Regions from separate parts of the Mus musculus genome. Here region 2 is linked to region 1. A link is a contact called in public promoter capture Hi-C data. All regions are on one chromosome and are shown on one strand. Each heading gives the region's core, a stretch centred on a gene start, on an enhancer-like site or on the middle of the called end of the contact. The rest is flanking DNA. Distances are from core to core; before and after follow the strand shown.

Region 1 (3,675 bases), core at 643-3,142:
AGGCAGTAAGCCGAACAATGTAACACAGATGTCGCAATTTTATAGGCATGTTGAAACACAAGTACACACAACCTGTAATCCAAAGCATATAAAATGGTAAGTGATAAATGAATGGAAGAAGTAATAGAATATGCCATAGGAAGAGAAATAAATCGTGAAACTAGTAATAGTAACCATTCTTTATTGAGCATTTGCCATGTTTGTTTTAACTGTGAGTCTCTATTATTATTATTATTATTATTATTATTATTGATACAGGGTTTCTCTGTGCAGCTCTGGCTGTCCTGGAACTCACTCTGTAGACCAGGCTGGCCTCAAACTCACAGAGATCTGCTTGCCTCTGCCTCCAGAGTGGTGGAATTAAAGGTGTCTACCGCCATCTGACTGAGTCTCCAATTTTAAGCTATTACAGTATAAGACTGTGACCTACCTGGGTCCTTCCTCTGTGTGGGCACTGTGATGCTGCTGGCCCAGCACTTTGTCCCCAGAACTCTTCATGTGTGTTACAGCAGTGGAGGCAGTTTATCTGGAGTCCTTGGGGTAGGCAGTTCCAGCTTGGAGGCCGTGTATCAGTGGGAAGTGTTTTCAGTACTTTCTCACATGCAAAGATGATTAAAACATGTATCCTCTCCTCAAGAAACTCATAGACAAATACATGAAAGGTGAGCCAACAGAATAAACTACTACCTAGATAAGTTTTACTCTGCTGCTTCCTGAGCACAGAAGCAAAGGTGTGTCTTCATCTATGTTTGGAAACAGAGCCAACATCTGGCCACAGCAGCTCCACCTACATCTTGAAGAACTCTTAACTTCCCACAGTGACTTGTGTGGTGGGAAGTTGCCAGAGAAAAGAGGGAGGGAAGAAAAGCTGGGTTATATCTCTTAAGTATGAAGTGGCCCTTGATAGGGAATTCCATGTCGCAGTTCAGGTGTAAGAACCATCCAACCCCAACCGACTTGGAGACAAAGGGACTTGTGGAGCCTGTTAGTAATGTGGGCAACTAGAGAGGCTCTTAAGCTGAGCATGGTAGCACACACTTTGGAAGCAGAGGCAGGTGGGTGGAGCTCTGTGAGTTCCAGGCCAGCTTGGTTTACAAAGCAAGTTCCAGGACAGCCAGGGTTACAGGCTAGGTGAGCCCCTATCCTCACCCAACTAGATGGAGGGTGAAGAAATCCTTTGCTCTTCAGTGTCATCTGTGGCCACTAAGAGGAGGTCCTAACAGGGCAGAGGCAGTGAGAACCCTGATGTTCTGGGGTACATGCAAAGTGACACATTTGGGGATTACGTAGGAAAGGCTCTTGTAGGAGTGGGTCAGGAGGAGAGACTTGAGAATCATGGAGATATTCTGAGAGTATTTAAAATAGTGCTGAATCCCTGAATCTACTATGGAGGGCTTGCAGCAGATGCAGATGCAGATGCAGAGGCATACCATCTTCTGACTTCTCCAGTAACCAGGCAGGCAGTGGTGGAAGCAGAAGCGTGGGCTCTGACCACGGGCTGGTCTGATCCTGCAGGCTCTCCTGGACTGAGGTGACCGGCTAACAGATTAGTGTCTTCCCACCACACCAGCCAGTGTTGGCAGCAGGACGACTATGAACATTTGGGGGGAGAAACAAGCATTTGTTTTGGAGTATTTTTCCACTGCTTTCCAGTGGCCTCGGAGTGGATGCGGGGTTTGTATGCACACGTGTGTTGCGGTCACAGGACTGCTTCCTGGACTGCAAGGCTCAGGAGCTCAGTGGCAGCTCCGGGCATGAGAAGCAGCCAGGCTGGACTAGGGAGCCTCTGGTGGGAGGGGAGGTGCCATTGTGACCTACCCAGGTCCCTCCCCTCCGCGGGCACTGTGATGCTGCAGGGCAACTGCTGGCCCAGCATGTCTGTCTCAGGCCCCCTCCCTCGCAGTGTGTCACAACCGCGGAGGCGGCCGTATCTGGAGCAGTTGGGGTGGGCAGGCCCAGCTGGGAGGCGAGCGGGCGAAGAGAGCGGCCACGATGGTGAGACTTCCCCGCCCGGGCTGGCCCCGGACGCGCGCAGGTGCCGGGGAGAGAGCTGCGGGGCCACGGGGTAGCTGTGGGGTGGCTTTGGATCTACTGGGCTCCAAGTCTCCTGGAGGGTCTGTGGGTCAGTTCAGGGTCAAGGGTCTTGTTTCCCAGGGGTGAGAATATTTTGTAGAGAATGTAGAGAGCAGGGGCTATTGGATCCTTAAAGGGACCTAAGACCGATCTGCGCTCGCTAAAGAGAGGAGGGCGAACCTGGAGAGCTCGGTGGAGAGATACGTTAGAATCTGGGGGAGTAGCCACTCGTGGACCAGAGTGAGAAGAAATGGGATGCCGAGGGATTCTGGACAGGTGGTCTGGACCTGGGTGGCCTGGGGGAGTAGTCTCCAAACCTAATCAAAAGTGGCACGTTCCCGGGGTCATTCTCCACCCTCATCACCCGGCCATCGGCTATCGGCTTGGGTTTAGGGCAACTTCAATTCGAGCTGGGTGTTATGGACCCAAGACGTTTCCCAGGTGCCTGTCACCAGTGCTGGCTCCTCGGCCATCGGCTTGGGTTTGGGGCACCCTCAGTTTCAGCTGGGTCCAAACCAGCTTCGCAAGCGCCTGGCGCTGGAGCAGGCTCCTCACCTTTCCCGGCGGTCAAAGTCAAAAAGACTTTGGGACTCAGAAGTTTGGGACCCAGATACCAGGGGACCTAAGCCGTTTCATTTTATTTTCTATTCTGGCTTCCAGGCAGCAACTCTTCTTCATTAGTTGCTGTCTCCACTAGCGGCTGCTACCTTCACAGCCCCTCAGAGCGAGCTTTACAGCATCTCTGCCAAAGCCCCTGGGAAGCTCCCCTGCGGGGGACTAACGTTGGCCTCAATCATTGCTCTCCCGCCCCCCTCCCCCCACGCCAGGAAGCCCTGGTGTGTCCGCAGTGAAGTGGGACAGAAAGGTTAGAGTGGAGAGGGGTGGGCAGAATAAGAGTATCTCACAGGCCAAGGTCAGGTTCTCTGAGCCACTTGCTCTGGTGTCAGTGACAGAACAGCCAGGCCAGAACCTTCCTTCTCTCCTCCCCACCTCTTTTCTCCCTCCCCCATCCCCTCCGCCCTCCTTTTCCCCTCCTCCTGCCACCCCTCCTCCTCCCCTCTGGCTGTTCATTTGGGAGATTGCCCAAGACTTTCTGGCGCTGGCTCTCCTGTCAGCCCTACCTCTAAGCCTATCCTATCACTCGCCAAGCATGCTTCCAGACACACCTGGGATCTTGAAGAATTTGACAACGCAGGAGAGAGTGACCAGAGGAAACCACTTGTGCTCAGGTCCTAGGTGTGGGACCGTAGGAGGAGTTCAGATTCGGGCACTTGGCAATGTGGCTAGCACTTCGGGAAGGTCATCAAACTTCTCTTGGCTGGCTTTTCACATCTACAAAACGAGGGGGGGGGCTTACTTCAAACTTCCAAGGCTCTACATAGATTTTATTATTTTTAGGCTTTTTGTTATAGAGTGATATAAATATGTATTTAAATATATAGGAATTATATACATACACACATATATGAAGAGTGAATGAGCATTACCCTTCCAGCTTCATCAACCAACTTCACTTACTTGCCATGATCAATCATTAGTTTTTTTGTTTAAAGGCAGGTACTCACTGGGTATCACTGCTGAGCTAGAACTTATGTTGCAGAC
Region 2 (3,675 bases), core at 769-3,268, 1.3 Mb after region 1:
TTATTTATTTATTTATTTAGTTATTTAGTTATTTATTTAGTTATGTATATTGGTATTTTTTCGAAGAGGACATCAGATTTCATCTTAGACGGTTGTGAGCCACCATGTGAATGCAGAGAATTGAACCCAGGTCCTCTGAAAGAACAGCCAGTGCTCTTAAATACTGAACCATCTCTCCAGCCCCTGCTGCTCCCTGTCCCTCTCCCTTTTAAAGAAATGGTGTCAGTCAGAACAGGCAAGATGGTTCCATGGATAAATGTCCTTGCTGCAAAGCCTGACTACTTGAGTTCAAGCCTCAGGATCTACATGGTGGACAGAGAGGACCAAGTCTTGTAAATTGTCTTCTGACATCTACACATAAGCTCTGGCCCTCGTGCCTCATATACCCCTCCACTGCCAAGCACAGCAATATATATATAATTTTTTAAAATGTAAAGAAATCACAACATCTCTGCCAATATCCATCAAGTCGGCCCTTTGGGAGGCTGTGTACGTGTGTCTCAGTATGTCATTCCCTGGACAATTGGCCAAAGTAGGGCAAAGGTCCGGGCCTCATCCTGTGAGACAAGTTAGAGGGACTTGTCCACCCACCACCTGGGTTCCCTTAACCCTGTAATGTCACGGCTGGTGCTGGTTACTCCCGGTGCCCTGAAATTTTTTTCCCAGGAATTCATTAATTCACTAGTGAGGGAAATTGTGTCTCTGATAGTGATGTGATAATGCAGAGGAAATTAATTAGAGGAAGAAGGAGGATGGGGGCTCATTAACATTTCAGATATGATATCCAGGGAAGGCTAAACTGCCAGGGAGTAAGCCAAGTCCTGAACTATGAGACTTTGCACAGAGAGATTTCACAGCAACAAAATAGGGGCAGGGGCATGTGCTGTGTGCATGCAACGGGATCCAGTCTCTAGCTCAAGACTGGTCTGGTCTATATAGAAAGTTCCAGACCAGCCAGAGGAGCTACATAATGACACCCTATCTAAAAAAAGGAAGGGAAGGAAGGAAGGAAGGAAGGAAGGAAGAAAGGAAGGAAGGAGGGAGGGAGGGAGGGAGGGAGGGAGGGAGGGAGGAAAGAAGGAAGGAAGGAAGGAAGGAAGGAAGGAAGGAAGGAAGGAAGGAAGGAAGGAAGGAAGAGTATAAGAAAGGAAGGAAGGAAGAAAGCAAAGGATGTTCTTCCAGATGATCAGGGTTCAGATCCCAGCAACCACACATGGTGGCTTTCAACCGCCTGCTGGTCCTCTGCAATAGAAATAAGTGCTCTTAATCACTGGGCCAGCTCTCCAGGCCTCCAGTAAGGTATTTTTAATGAGGAAAAAGAGTTCTTTTTTAAAAAAAAAATACTTTTTGACACACACACACACACAAAATTAAAATAAATCACTTTTTGGTGCAAGCAACTAGTCTTTCTAGCTATCTTATAATGTCATTTTAAAAAAAGAAAAATATATTAGAGAATTAGGAGGCTAAAGTTCACTCTCTGGATGCTGTGGTGGTCAACCCCCATCTCTACTGAGGCATAAAACTGAGTGTAACAAACGGAAGGAACAGATACTGTAAGTTCAAGAAGCACAAGATGCATTTAAGGCCACTTTAAGTCACTATGACTGCTATCATTCTTGTTATCACAATTTTAAAATTAGGAAGCATGCACAGACCTTAGGTGTGATACCTGGGACCCCCCCACACACACACACACACACACTCACAGAGCTCATTATCATGATACCAATGTGAAAAGTGTCCAGTGCTATTGTCTCCTGATCTTTGTTACCTGTGGTACCTGGGCTGGCTTTTTAGAGGAACAGCCTCGAAGGAAGTTGGACATTAAGCATGAGCAGAACTGCCCCCCGCCCCCCAATCATTTAATCCGTGTGGCTCTGCCCACCACAGCCCCGCCCATCTTTACTGGACCCAACCCAGGAGGCAGATGTTGGATACCTGGTGGTAGTGATGCTGTCGTGGGGGAGGAGCCCACAAGAGCAAGCTCAGATTTGAATGCCAGGGGCCAGTGCTCTGTCACACAACAGCACTGAAGCAGCCTTGCTTGAAGCAAGCTTCCTTTGGCCTAAGACTTTGAGGGAGTCAAGAAAGTCACGCTGGAGACCGATATGGACAGGTAACAAGACAGTCTCATCTGCTTGTGCATGTGCTCCAGTAGTGCTGGCTGCCTGTCTGGATGGAGGCTTTGCCTGTCAGTGCGCGAATTTCCTCGTCTGCTTGCCACCCTCTGCTCAGGTCTTTTGGGTTTTGGACCTAACTCTGACCACGAAGTTCTTCCCTTCCCCCGGTTTCTCTCTTCTCTGTGTTGCTAGAGATAGGAAGCCTTGACTTGTCCTGAGATTTGGGCAGAGCTAGAGCCGGCTTGTGGTAATAACAGCGAAGCCTTAGAGGCCCGCGCCACAAAGAGGTCGTAGCAACTCCTTACTAAAAACAGTAGTGGTTATTTTCACAATTATTTGGCAAATATCCAACATCTTAAGACTCGCATGGGGAGTCTTTACAGGAATTATTTAGTTATAGCAAGAAGATTTGTACTTCTCAAAAAAAAAAAAAAAAAAAAAAAAACTAAACATTTGAGATGAATTGCTTGCAACTCATTACAATGGTGTCTATTGAAGGAGAGAATTTCATTAAGACAGGCAATTTAGTGTTATAGACTCAACTGTTAGACACTTGGTGACATTTTTACTGTTTAATTCATCTATGCAGAGATTTCTTAGCTTCTTGAAAGCTTTTATATGCAGCTCATGATGAGCCATTATCAGAAATTTCTCTCTTGATTTTTACATTTATTGCCAGTGTGTGAGTCACTATGCCTAAAGCCCATACACTTGAGCTCACTTCCGTTTGGCTATGAGGTTTAGAATATGGAGTTAATATAGCTAATGGTAGCAGGGTGTTCTTCAGATTCCAGATTTTTCCTTTCTTGTCTTCCTTCTTTCTTTTTGTTACCCTTCTCCTACCCCCTCTTCTTCTCCCCCTCCTCCTCTTCCTCCCTCCTCCCCATCTCTTCCCCTCCTCTTCTCCCTCCTCCCCCTCCTCTTCCCCTTCCCCTCTTCCCCCTCTTCCTCCTCTTCCTCCTCCTTCTCCTGCTCCCCATCTCTTTCCCTCCTCTTCTCCCTCCTCCTCCTCCTTTTGCCCCTTCTCCTCTTCCCCCTCCTCCTCTTCCTTTTCCTTCTCCTCCTTCTCCTCCTCCCTCTCCTCCCCCTTTCCTCCTCCCACTCTCCCTCACCCCTATCAGGGACCACATTGAAGACCTCACACATGCTAGACAAGTAATCTGCCACTTAATTACATCCTGAGCCCTCAAAAAGCAAACAGACAGACAGACAGACAGACAAACAAACAAACAAACAAACAAATGTTCACAGGAGGCAGGCAGACAGCATGAGCTGCTTCTGGGTTTATAGTGAATTTTGAAACCAAATCTGAGATCTATGTCCTGATGGAGAAGGGTCCGAGAGAAATGCATGAGCATGGCAAAATGCAAAGCAAAGACGAGGCTGAGATTCAGGGAGAAGCAAACAAGACAGTGGAGAGACACAGGATGGCACGGCATGGACTGGAGCAAGGGCAGCGGGTAACTCAAGGCAGCCCTGCTACTAGGCTGGGATTATTTTTAACCCCTTGAGTCTGGTTTGCATTGCTGGGGAAGCAGCTAAGGTTCTGCCT

The links. Promoter capture Hi-C pulls out the DNA fragments that hold promoters and counts their contacts.
Region 2: a contact with region 1 is called in a promoter capture Hi-C map of hippocampal neurons, with 4 times the contacts expected there. The contact joins the promoter of Aicda here to the promoter of Tuba8 in region 1. A contact is called at or near these places in 2 of 39 promoter capture datasets (hippocampal neurons and stem cell-derived epiblast-like cells) and 2 of 115 datasets of contacts at active chromatin or transcription factors (embryonic stem cells and trophoblast stem cells).

Annotation. Positions count from the first base shown.
Region 1 is chr6:121,208,842-121,212,516 of GRCm38.p6, forward strand. It overlaps Tuba8 (tubulin, alpha 8), which reads left to right and starts at 1,893. Exons shown (of 5, transcript NM_017379.2): 1 at 1,893-1,995. The coding sequence starts at 1,993.
Region 2 is chr6:122,551,791-122,555,465 of GRCm38.p6, forward strand. Aicda (activation-induced cytidine deaminase) reads left to right here and starts at 2,019. Exons shown (of 5, transcript NM_009645.2): 1 at 2,019-2,119. The coding sequence starts at 2,112.